3 separate regions of the Mus musculus genome follow, and all the other regions are linked to region 1. The links are chromatin contacts, called in public Hi-C and promoter capture Hi-C maps. All regions are on one chromosome and are shown on one strand. Each heading gives the region's core, a stretch centred on a gene start, on an enhancer-like site or on the middle of the called end of the contact. The rest is flanking DNA. Distances are from core to core; before and after follow the strand shown. Region 1 holds the start of 8030423F21Rik (RIKEN cDNA 8030423F21 gene). Region 2 overlaps Lgi2 (leucine-rich repeat LGI family, member 2). Region 3 has its middle 45 kb from the start of Ccdc149.

What was found. Promoter capture Hi-C pulls out the DNA fragments that hold promoters and counts their contacts. A called contact is a pair of places that touch in the nucleus more often than the background predicts.
Region 2: a contact with region 1 is called in a Hi-C map of cerebral cortex, with 2.2 times the contacts expected there. The contact joins the enhancer-like site here to the promoter of 8030423F21Rik in region 1. A contact is called at or near these places in 4 of 39 promoter capture datasets (the 3T3-L1 cell line, hippocampal neurons and liver), 17 of 484 Hi-C or Micro-C datasets (the 3T3-L1 cell line, the G1E-ER4 cell line, the MC3T3-E1 cell line and 9 more) and 1 of 115 datasets of contacts at active chromatin or transcription factors (bone marrow-derived dendritic cells).
Region 3: a promoter capture Hi-C map of hippocampal neurons shows a contact between it and region 1, with 2.3 times the contacts expected there. The contact joins the enhancer-like site here to the promoter of 8030423F21Rik in region 1. A contact is called at or near these places in 6 of 39 promoter capture datasets (the 3T3-L1 cell line, the HPC-7 cell line, hippocampal neurons and 2 more), 12 of 484 Hi-C or Micro-C datasets (the AML12 cell line, cerebellar granule neurons, cerebellum and 7 more) and 2 of 115 datasets of contacts at active chromatin or transcription factors (embryonic stem cells and neural tube).

The regions. Positions count from the first base shown.
Region 1 is chr5:52,616,810-52,620,583 of GRCm38.p6, forward strand. It overlaps 8030423F21Rik (RIKEN cDNA 8030423F21 gene), which reads right to left and starts at 2,202. Exons shown (of 3, transcript NR_045738.1): 1 at 2,078-2,202.
Region 2 is chr5:52,532,188-52,536,535 of GRCm38.p6, forward strand. It overlaps Lgi2 (leucine-rich repeat LGI family, member 2), which reads right to left. Exons shown (of 8, transcript NM_001310604.1): 8 at 1,330-4,348. Among named protein-coding and RNA genes, the nearest start is that of Lgi2, 32 kb to the right of the region's middle. Within about 2 kb of position 1,729, at least 12 of the 459 cell types and tissues checked have an H3K27ac peak or open chromatin away from gene starts, as enhancers often do. A contact at or near this core is called in cerebral cortex and hippocampal neurons, where this site is marked.
Region 3 is chr5:52,514,845-52,519,058 of GRCm38.p6, forward strand. No RefSeq gene overlaps it. Among named protein-coding and RNA genes, the nearest start is that of Ccdc149, 45 kb to the left of the region's middle. Within about 2 kb of position 1,322, at least 36 of the 459 cell types and tissues checked have an H3K27ac peak or open chromatin away from gene starts, as enhancers often do. A contact at or near this core is called in cerebral cortex, forebrain, hippocampal neurons and 1 more, where this site is marked.

The DNA of each region.
Region 1 (3,774 bases), core at 952-3,451:
GAGAGCTAGCAATTGCAACCTGATCCAGGAGCAGAGCAGACTCTGGAGCTGAAGGAGGGTCTCTGTGTCCTGGGAAGGCAGGAAGGATGGATGACCAGATCTGGGAAGCTTCCCGGGATAGGAGACTGTCAGTGCTGCATCCAGGAACAACAAACCGAGACTGGCCATACAGCCAAGCCAACAGGGTCTCTGCCTCTCCGCTTTCCACTTTGTAAACTGACTTCACATGCACAGACCTCAAACAGTTGCCTGTGTTAGAAATGCTTTTGAGTATCAGAGGTGGAGTGTGGATAATGTAAGCAAATCGGCTGTGTATTTTTCCCAAGATAAGAAGGACACTTCTGGACTCCAGAATATGATAATACCAAGAAAGTTGTCAGCCAGTTTTCTGGTGCCCCCCCCCCGCCCGCCCCCCATGCTATAAGACAGCTGCTATGACTCTGGAGACCTAGATTCATCCCAGGCAGAAAGAAGGAAGATAATGAGATAGTACTAGCACACAGAATTATGTTTGCGATTCCTGGGCCACTTCCAGCTGTGTTGCCTTCAGACAAACCAAGTGTTTAGTCTTCTGGTCTTGAGAGTAGAGGGTAAAAAGCATGAGAAACTTCAGAACAAGTCACCCCTACCATCTGCCTGAGTGTGACCAAAGGATGCCTGAGTGACTGGGAATACCATAAAGCCCAGGGGACTGGACCATGGCACCGCTGGTTGCTATGGATACCAAGGCCCATCACCACCATGGGCATCATCAGCATGTGAGAATTGGATCTTAGGGCTGTAGAGTTTAGAGGGGACTGGGTGGAGAAGAGGAGTCTCAGATCCTTTAAATCTGACCACACTGAGTTGATTTAGTCAGATGCATTTTATGCAGAGGCAGTGGGGAGTCTCAGGGTACAGATAGCCAATGGCCAGATGACCCCCAGTTTCAATCCCTCTTTCCTAAGTGGATGGCCCTGAACAACTAATTAACCTCTCTGTGTCTCTCTTCTCCGTCTTTAAAGCGATGGTAGCACTGATTCTCCTGCATCTCTAGGATTGCAAGGAGGACTCTGCGCCAATCTGTATAACACAGGGCTCAGAACCGTGACTAAGCCCTGCTGCTTGCCGCACCCTTCAGTGCCATGGAGGAGGAGTATAGGAGGGGCTCAGACTTCATGTTGACCCTCTTCCCTGTGTGAAATGGCCACAGGTCTCCTCCCACCAGGGACCCTGGCCCTTCTCAGGCCCCCACTCCATCTTAATGATAAGCTAGTGGCCACTTGCTTGGAGGCTGTGGGATCTGTTCAGAGTGTCACTGTCACCAGGCCCTTGACAGGGTGCAGCAGCTGCAGAGGGTACAGAGAGAGGTGGCAGGCTCTGTGTTCCTGAGCAAATCACTCAGCCTCCGTGTGCACAGCACCACGTCTATAAAACCGTAACAGCACATCTCTCAAGGACATCTCATTTCCAAACTGCAGGACTTTTCCCTATGGAAATCATGATCTCTGAGTCAAGGTGGCCGCCCCCAGTCTTCTGGCCAGGTGTCTGACTTCCCCAGGGCTCAAGGAGAGCACTCTGGCCTCTCAGGTCTGCCTCCTGTTGTGTCCTGCCCACCTCAGGCCGCACGCACGCCCCCTCTCTGCAGTCTCCCTCCAGGTTGCACTAACGTGCAAAGAAGGGGCTGTGGTTAAAACCCGGACATTCCCCCGAGGATCAGGGTGGCAAGGCCCAGTGCCTTCTTGCAACAGCCCTGCTTCCCAGGGAGAGAGGCCTTTTCCGAGGCGACAACTTTGAGCATGGCGCAGCTGCTCCTGGCGTGCCAAAGCCGGGGCGCGCAGACGCGCGGCGGGTGGCAGTCATTAACCGGCTGTCAGGTTCCTCGGCTGATGCAGCTAAAAATAGCGCGCTATAGATAGCAGCCTCCCCCGCGACTGCAGCCCGCACCCCATCCCCAGATCCGCGCCGCCCGGCACCCCGAGGAGACCGCGCCACCAAGCTCAGCTATTTATAGAACCCACACCTCAGCACTTTCCACCCACCATACAACCATTTCAGCTGCTCCGATGAGAAAAGAGCAGCCTGGGCCGCCACTTACTCCGGTGTGCAATCACATCTAGGGCCAGGGAGTCCTGATGTTATAGGAAACCTCCAGGCAGACTCAGATTAAAGATCAATGGCCACATAAAACGTAAGCAGTCAGTTTCGCGGCGAACAAGTCCTGGTAATACAGAGTTGTTTCAGTGAATAAACTCGGAGAGCTGTGTAGCCCCACCCCCCATGTTGATTAGCCCCCTGGCGAAACCCTGAATGCTTGAAGTAAGGGGCAGGCAGGGAAGGGGGGAGTGGGGCTGGAGACAGACACGGGGTGGGGTGCAGGGGGGGGGGGAGAGAAAGGAGAGGAAGAGGAAGGGGAGAAGAGAAGAATTAGGAATGAGAAGAAGCCATAAAGAAATAGAGATGGGAAGAGATAAAAAAAAAAAAAAATAGAAGGACAAAGAGGATGGGGATAAGGACAGGGAAAGAAGACTGGGAGGTGGCAGAGCAGTTAAGTGCACCTGCTGCTCTCCCAGAGGACCTGAGTTCGATTCCCAGCACCCACATGGTGGTTCACAACTAACCATAACTGAAAGCCCAGGGAATCTGACACCCTCTTCTGACATCCTCAGATACGGTGGTACACAGGCACAGGCACAGGCACACATACTGACGAAACATTATGCACATAATTTTTTTAAAGAGAGAGAAAGGGATAGATGGAGAGAGGTAAAGAATAGAGAGATGAGGAAAGATGGAGATATATTATGCAGAGAGAGGAAGAGAGATAGATGGGAAAAAAAGAAACATTAAGATTGCAAACATGTCAGAGTGTTCCCTAGCCCTTCTCCTAATGCCCTCAACCGAATTTTTTCTTCCCACCTGATCACTTTACTGATTCATCAAGACAAGTATAAATCATATTTCCAAATTTTGGTGAGCCCAGCAGCTAGATAGGCACTGACATCTGTCAAGGAAGAGGGCACTGGGCCTTGCCACCCTGATCCTCAGGGGAATGTCTGGACCCTAACATGGCCCCTTCTTTGCATGCTAGTGCGGCTGACTTGGAGTCAGTTCCTACCTGCCACCCCCAGCTTTGGGAATCTAGAACAGGTGCCTCAGCCTTCAAAAGTCTGGTTTCCTGGGCAGAGCGTCCTGCCCATCTTACAGCACTGGGGTGAGGCCATAGAAGGCATAGAAGGCCTGCAGGCCAACCACTGCTCAAGGCCACAAGCTCTGAGAATGAAAGACCAATGTGGATGTTGTGGACATCACCCCTGGCAAACAGTCTTCAAGATGCATGGCACACCCCCATGTTTTCCCCCATTCTGTTGTGTCCCCCGTGATCCATTTCTGTGAATCCCAGTGGCCCAAAACAAGACCCCTGGGAAGAAGTTTTGAGGACCTGGGCAGAACCTGGGTGGTGAATGGAGACATCTCTCAGCCAAATCTTTGAAGTCTCAAAACCCTTGGTTGAATCTGGACCTGTAGACATGGGTACTTGGTCAGGGAGTAGCTAGGTAATGCTCTCCCAGAACATCTGGATCCAGCATTGGCTCACATGTCTCAGAAGTCACCTCCTGGTCCTGCCCAGGAAACTAGGCATGAATTCTTGTGCACTGAAACCCAATCTGCATGCTTGCATGGCTTTGCTAACAACAGCTGACTGGTCACTAAACAAGATGGAGGCAGACCTCCAGCTTTCCAGGGCCATTGTACTATTCCGTGTTTAACTCTCACCTGCTTTTCCCCATGTCT
Region 2 (4,348 bases), core at 479-2,978, 85 kb before region 1:
ATTGGGGTTGCCAAGCCTCGAAGATATCCAAGACCAACCACACCAGGGTGTCAAGACCTGCCGCTGCCTTAATGAGCTCCAGGCTTGCAGGCTTGGAGATTTATGTTTCTTTTCCGCACTTCACAAACATGAAACAACAGAATAAGAATCCAAAAGACTTTCTCTGGTATCTTTCTGTCACTAAGGTATTTCCTGTGGCCCATGATGACCTTGTCCCTAAGAATCAGCTCTATGTACAGCTCCTGTTGCCCTGGGTCTGAGAGAATGCCAGTTGATGGTTGGGGCTTGTTCTGATGAAGTCCCCATAAACTGTGTCCTCATAGAGACCTTCAAGGGATGAGAGCAGAGTCTGTGACCTGCATCAAAGCAATAAAACCAGGCCAAAGTGTTGGGTTTTCTCTTCTGGGCTCCAGAGGACCTGGAGAAGCCCACAGATATGGGGCTGAAGGAACACCGGAGAAGGGCAGGGGCCTGGGGGTGGGCTCTCGGTGCTGAATGAGGCCCCCAACCAAAGGCCAGCAAGGAGATGGGGACTCCCACATTCCAATCATGAGAAAGTCAATTCTACGACGTGAACAAGCTGGTTCTCTGGGGGATTCCACACACAGTCCTAGGGGACCTTGAACAGAGGCACCAGCTATGCCATGCCTGGGCTCCTGCCCCTGGGACTGGGGTACAACTGTAGCAATAGAAAGCTGGTACTGTGTCAGGCCTGGGCAGTCATCTGTCTACTTATGACCCCTAGTGATTTGTTGTTGTCGCTCAACTAGCAACACAGCTGTCTATGAGCAAGTGAACTACACCTAAGTACTTTTTATGAAATTTCACGGCACATCAGAGTGCTCCGCACACAGTAGGTATTGTCTCCGTTATGTAAATTAGGCTGTTGACCCTTCCTTTGTCCAGGTACACCAACGGGTCTGAGGCTAAGGTACATGTGACAGCCATGTGTTATAGACCTCTATGCGTCACTTAGACCCTAGACACACAGAGGGCTGAGGTCCCTCCCTCTAATTGTCCCAGGTAACCACAAGCTCCTGAGAGATTCTTGAACCGCCCCCCAGACCACCCAGCAGGCTTCAGAGACCACAGATCAGGTAGCACGTTCTTCAGCGAATATTTAATGGCTTTTAGAAAAATTCTTAGTTTCCAAGTGAAAAACCAAACCGTCCCCATGGTGCCTATCTTCTGTTTAAACAGCAAAGCAGCCACATAAGCCTCTCCATCCTCCCAACCCCCCCTCCCCAACTGCTCTCTGTATCACCCTTCAGCTCTGCCATCCGGTGGGTGCATCCATTCTTTAAAAGTAGACCAGAGATCAAAGCGGTGTTAGGCATTTACTACTTTTTATTCACAGGATTACAGAATATATAGAAGAATCAAGAGGCATATCATGTGTCCAATCTATTTTCCAAAAAGAGCTAAGTAGATACAGCTTTAAAACACATCCAGCATTGTCCGTCCACTGTAAAATCCACGTCCATACACGTATAAAGTATTATTTCACCTAAGTTGTGCATTTAAAAGACATAAAAACAGTACCAAACGGCATATTGGACTAGTTTATCACAGTTCTCATACATTCCTGATAGTCAGGGGGTTGGATAGGGAACGCATAGTTTCCCCGCTAGAAAGAGGTGGCTGCTGGCGCAAGCAATGAGACAGGGTAAAGAGCAGAGTGCTCGGCTGAGAGCCCAGTGGCCCAGTGATGTCACTGTTGTCTGAATCAGCATTACAGTGGATGCTGTTCAGTGATTGGCATGCTACGGATGTGCCTGGCCATCCTACCCTCTGCTAAGGCAACGGAAGTTATCATTGCTCTTTCAAGCTCATTCCTCCTTCCCCCACAAAGCATCCACTCCCAAACCATCTGCCCTGCACGCCTCCCCCACTTTTCCCATGGCGCCCCAGGTCTAAACCACCCTATTCTTTGCACCCGCTGCTAGGTTGCTGACTCTGCTCTGGCACGCTGTCGAACACAACCCTTGGCCCTGCCTAAGGAAGCAAGGAGTGAAGTCACACAAGGAGCGAGTCTCCTGCAGAAGACTCGGGAAGCTGGCTCAAGGCTTCCTTTAGGGGGCATGCAAACCAGAGCCCTTCCTGCAGACCTTCCTCTGGTTTGCCTGGAGTCCCCTAAGCCAGAGAAATCTCCATCGTGAGCACTCCCAGAGGCTCAGCTTGTAGAACCTCATATTGATTTTTTTTCCCCTAAAAACATGCAGCCTCATTCCACGAGAAGAACACAACACTGGCCCGGAGCAATTCACCATTGCTCCTGAGTTGGGGTTTTTAATTTCTCTCTCCTAGAACTCATCGTATCTGGTAGACACCATGACAAGAACCAGATGTGTCTAGCCTCAGTATTCCCTCCATGGCTATATGTGAGAAGACACAGTCATGCCGGCTAGAAATCCTCGCTAGACAACTGAAGCCATCCACCACTTCTGGAAGGCTTTCTCAAGCCTGGCTAGGCATGCCCCACAGTTCTGAGGTGCTTGCTAGTTGTTCGATGGCATTGACGATTGAACGGTGTGTGTCAGGCATGACTTTCACCCCTGGCTCTTCATTCTGCTTGTACGTAATCTACAAGAACTGCTGCTGTCTTCACTGTCATGGTAACAGAGTCTGACTTTGGGTGGGCACAGCAGAGCATTAGAAAGAGAAAATGCAGCACCTGTCGTCCACGGGAAAGTTCTAGCTTTGCTGCTTAAAACCGGATAATCTCAGGCAGGCCATCTACTTCGGTTCTGTGTCTATTTCCTTCTCTATGAAATTAGAATAACACCTGCCCTCCGTAAACCAAAGAGCTACATGTGACACGTGAGCAGAACACAGATGCACAGGCGGGAATGACAGGAAGCTTCCGGGATGCGAGCTGATCTTATCCACAGCCCAGGAACAAAGTGCTTGTCAGCCCTAAGGTTTATTTTTAGTCTTTATAGAAATCTACTGCGGATCCTACAGAGTCTGAGGACTAACCCTTGCTTTAGGTTATGGCCTTAAAGCCGCAGGACTGATTGGAGGGATCATCTTCTGAAGCCAGCTGCAGAGACGGACAAAGGGCGGGCTGAGCAGATGTCAGTGCATGGGTGTTGGGAAGGAAAGAAAGAAGAAATGAGGAGGGAGGAAGGAAGAGAGGGAGGGGGGAGGGAGGGAGGAAGGGGGAGAGCAGGAAGGAGGGGGAAGGAGAGACCAGTCCCCCTCAGCTGGACAGTCCTATGCATTTCTCTGCCTTGGGCTCTTGTTATAGCTGTGTGGGTGGGTTTTGTTATTTTACTGGAAGAAAGCATTTTGCAGAAACTGCTTAAAACTTCAGGGATTCTTGGGAGAGAGCAGTAAGATTAATGAAGCAGAGCTTCCCACCTTATGCCAAGAACATCTATGTTCCTTCGTTAAGTTGGCCAGAACAAATATCTCCTCCCATAGCGCAGGACTCAGAAGGCTGCAGACTCCAGTCTGGTATAAACTTGTCTTAAAAAGAAAACTCGATTGCTGGTCCTCTCATACCCCTGCTGCACCACCCACCAGGGTCTTTTTCACTCCCCAAATGCTTCATCCGGGTCTGACAGCCTGCCCCACCCCCAAGTCAAACCCCACATATCTTGGCTTTTTGAACTCTAAGCAATGGCCATGGCTTCACCCTGTGAGGAAGCACAGAGAAGCTGGTACCAGGCTCTGTAGAGGTGGCACTCTGAGAGATGCCCCTGTGGGTTCCTCTACAAGCGGTGAGAAGCAAAGGTGTTCTCTCTGCCTGACATTAGTGCTACGTGCCTGTCTGCAGGACCCATGTATGGAGGAACATGGCTCACCAGTTCTTCAGAGAAAGGAAAAGCAACCATCACACTTCCAGCCTCCAATAGGGAGAGCCAGGAACTCATGGGCAAGCCAAATGAACCAAGAAGACAAAAGAAGGCGAAGAACGCATACGTGTCATTTACGCTTAGAGCATTAAAACAGACCGCTCTTTCTATTTGCTTGGCATTTAGCACCAGCAGTCTAAGCAACCACACTATAGAGCCAGAGTTCATTAAAGTCCTTGATTCCCCCTAGGCTGGAAGCATCAGCCAGGAGTGCTGATTACCATCAATGCATAGCTCTCCAGTATGGCGTACCAATCATCCCCTGCTGCTTACAGTCAGGAGACAACAGACTCATTCGCATTTGTGGGGTACCCTCTACCTAGCTACAGCGAGGATGACCATTAAAACGACATCGTGCTGCAGTGGGACTCTGCAAAACACTCCCCTAAAGCAGCTGCTTAGACAGAATATCCACTGTGCAACCATCTACACAACCAGACCCCAAGCATTTCCCTGCTGTCCCCACAGGAGGCCTATTTTGAAATAAG
Region 3 (4,214 bases), core at 72-2,571, 100 kb before region 1:
TCTATAGGATGCCTTGGTCATGGAAAAGTAAGACATGACTCCAGTGCGTTGATGTTTAGTCCCCAAGATGGAATTCCTACTCATAGTCTCACTGTAACAGGTCCCTACACTTTTTCTTGACAGGTAAGAAATTCTCATAAGCAGTATGTAGGAAATAATCAAGAATTATTTTATAGCCAGGCATGGTGGCACACGCCTTTAATCCCAGCACTTGGGAGGCAGAGGCAGGTGAATTTCTGAGTTCAAGGTCAACCTGGTCTACAGAGTGAGCTCCAGGACAGCCATGGCTACACAGAGAAACCCTATCTCGAAAAACCAAATATATATATATATATATATATATGCACTATGGGATAATTGTTTCCAGATATTTGATAAACAGTACAGGAAAAGATTTCTTTTGACATCTACATGGTCTCAAAAAGTTCTGTGGAGTCCAGAACACACCCCGGTTCCAGGAAGATTGGCTTGTCTTTCTGAGACCTTTTGATTGCCCATTCTTTGGCACCCAGTCTCAAACTCCATCAGCTTAGGCCCCCACTTACTCAGCAGAGGGGTGGAGGGACGAGATCATTTTCACTTCCTATGCGGCCACAAGAGGGCGCACTCAGTGGACTTCTAGAACTGAGAAGGAAGCCACCGTGGGTCAGTAAAAACTGACAAAAGAAAACTTGGTTTAAAAGGTGTCGTCGGTCAACCTCCCCCTATGCCTTGCCCACCTTTTTCTTGCCATAAGATGAACGCAATCAGCGAACACTTTCAGTCTGTTCAGGCATCCTTCTTAGGATGCGAGAGATGTTGTCCTATTACAACTAGGTCTTTTGATGATGGGCATTCCCATATCCCAGGAGCTGCTCCCTACATTTTATAAGGCGAATGTCAGAGCGACGGGATTCAAGATGCCAAGAATGAGGAAAGTTAGCGCTGAGCCCTGCGCCTGGTACACAGACAATGGAGCCGGAACAAGTGTTTACCTCCGGAGATGCTGGTCTTCATTCCCGATTGTTTCTGAATAATGCCCCATCACCTCCCTTCCCCAGCGTTTGTCTAGATCTTTTCTATTCGTATTTGAATTGATCCTCGCTCACTTTTCCTTTTTTATTATTATCATTTTGCCTGGGACTTTGGATCATTATAAGATTGCGGGTAATGACAGACTGTAATTAAGCTTAACACAGATTTTTCTTTTAGGAGAGAGAAGAATCCACCAACTGAAACTCAGATTGCCTGGGCTGTAATTTGTGGCGCTGTCACAAAGGGGTCCTTTTCCGCATGGTGCGCAGCGGTGATGAGCAAGCGCTGGGCCGAGGGTGTGCGCTTCTCTCACACGCTCTGGAGCGAGCTGCAGGACTCGTAAATAGCTAAGTATAGCTTGAAGCTGATTACAGGCCCGATCCTCCTATTGTGCCTCATCACTTGTCATTGTTGAGGCGGCAATTGCCGCTCCACGTTTCTCTTTGTGGCTGGCTGCAGCCGGTTTCCAGGACAGGAGGAGCCCTGAGATGCCGAGACTGGTTCTTCCCGCCGGATGGGCGTGGCAGGTGTTGGCGATGAGATTAAGAGCAGACTCCCAGGATAGACACCTGTTGCCCCAGAATTGCTGTTTATGCACGATCTCTGTCCATGGGGGGTGACAGGAGTCTCTGAGGCCAGGCTGGCTGTGGGAACAGGAGCAGGCAGTTCGATTTCTCTGGCTTGGTTTACTCAATTGTAGAAAGGAGTTGTAATATTTAATTTCTTACTTACAAAGTACATTTGAGGACCTGTGAAATAAGTATACAGATATCCTAAAAGCAGGTATAGTCCCCTACAGACTCAAACATCCACCTTCGAATAGGTATATACCCACAATACACACTAGCCATAGAACCCACCTGTGTACCTTATTGTAATGAATTTGTTCATGCATGCATGTGGGCGTGGTTTTAGGACACAGCTGTATAGCTGACTGTAACAGTGACCACTGCCATCTTTAGGCTTTTCCTGTAAATCGGGCACCATTTTGAGCTCTTCTCCAGCACCAAAGCAAAGCTCCCAACAATAGCAGTAATAGTCCTGGAATGGGGCACTTCTTCATCTTCGGGGACCTTCCTCGTCCTGGGTGCTGTATGATTGCCTCCAGGGATCTGTCTGTACGTTCAATATCTCTACTGCAGTCACATGACAGCCTCAACTCCCTCCCTTTCCCTGATGGCAGGGAGGGTGGGAATGGTAAGAAGATGGTAGCTGTCTGGGATGAAGGATACATACTGCTGATCACCCTGACGACTGAAATGTCACACTGTACCCTCATGAAAATATGCAATTAATATATCGGTAAAAAATATATATATACTTAGAAATGTACATTCCCATGGAGGGAAAAGGGATTCAAATATCCAACTGAGAACAAGTTTCCCAAGTGTAGATGTAGTGCCTGGTGCAGTGTCTGGGGTCACAGATGCCTAGGGTCACCACGTGTCTGAGTATAGTAAAGGGGACCACTGATCCCACTAGGATGTATTGCAGTGTAAGTGGTGCTGCTGGATATGGGCAGAGGTACTGTATTTGTTACGCTCCTTTTTCTTTCCTGAGTCTGGATCGCTGGTCAGGGCTAGCCTCAAACTTGCCATGTAGCTGAGGATGACCTTGAACCTCTACATCCAAGCCCAACCCCAACTGTGTTCCATTATAGAAGGAGGTCACTGCATTCAGGTTACGCCTTGTTGGGTGTCCGCCCAGGGCCTTGGGCTTGCTCTGTGAACATTCTACGGAGTAAGTTACATCCCCGCACAGATGTTGTCAGCTGCTTTTCTTGTTGCTATGTGTAAATATAAGACCAGAAGGGAAGATTTGCTTGCCTCATATATTGAAGGCACAGTCCACCATGCTATTGAAGGCATGGCTACAGGGACAGTTTCCACCATGGCAGCAGAATCAGGAGGCTTCTTGGTAGCTAATGAGGCAGAGAGGGAACAAGAAACAGGGTGGTCTATAAGCCTCCACCCACCCAGTGGACACTCACTTCCTCTAGCTAGGCTCCACCTCCTAACTACAGCCCCATCCCCTACCCTTCACTCCCACCCCCCATTCCAGCCCTCTGCAAAACCCAAACAATCCAACACTACCAACTGACAAGTGTTTAAATGTATTAGCCTGGGATTGGGGGTGGGCATTGTCCATCCAAACCGGGACAGTGTCTCATTGCTACTTTGTATAAGATTATGAAAGATAAGACCCAAAGAATAATTCAGATTCATTTTGCATTTTGTTTGTTTATTTGGTTATTCTGAGTTGGGTCTCACTATGTAGACAGAGCAAGTCTTGAGTTACATACCCACTGCTTTGGCTCCCCAAGTGCTGGGCCAGACATACCCAGCTTCTTTGCTGTTTTTAATGTATTCAAGTTTACCCCAAATGTACTTTGGGGTTTGTACTCTATTTTATAGAACAGTGCTGGTCTAGACAGTGGGGTGTGGTAAGGGGCTTTGAGCCAAAATAGCATCCAGCTGCTATGGTCTGCACAGTTTTGGTCTCACCAGTATCTGAGCTCTCTTCCATACTGACAGTCTTGGCTGGGTACCCGATGGCTTGCGTTAAAAGAGCCTTATTCTTAGATGACTGAGTTATCTAATTTTTGTCAAAAAGAAAAAAAGAAAGAAAAAGGATACACAGAAATCAACTACATAGGATCTGGGGGTGTTGTTGCTAATATATATATTTTAAAAAAAACGATAGTCATAGAGACACATGCCTGCAATCCCAGCACTCGGGATGCTAGAACAAAGGTTGGTGAGCCCCGGGCCAGCCTGGGCTATCTAGCAAGAAACTGTCTCAAAAAACAAACAAGGGCTGGGCATGTCTCTGTGACAAAGTGTTTGTCTACACATGGAAGGATGCTATGTTTGAGTCCTGGCACTAAGAGATGGGGAGGGAACCCTTTATTCTTCCTCTCTTTTCCTGCTTGGAATGCACAAAGGCTAGGGTGGTGCAGCCTCTTTGGAGCCATGAGGTTGACAGTCATAGGAATAGATGAAGGAGACTGAGTTCTTGAGTAGCATCCTCAGGCCAACAGGGCCCATCCAGGCTCTATCATGTGAGCAGAGGGGTGGGGGGAGTGGGGGTGGGAATGTGTATGTGCCTGCATGTATGTGTAACTGGTAGTTATTCAGCCTGTCAGCTCAGTACATCTGTAGTCCCAACCTGGCAAAGGAAGCCCCAGGAGTTCCTGGAGA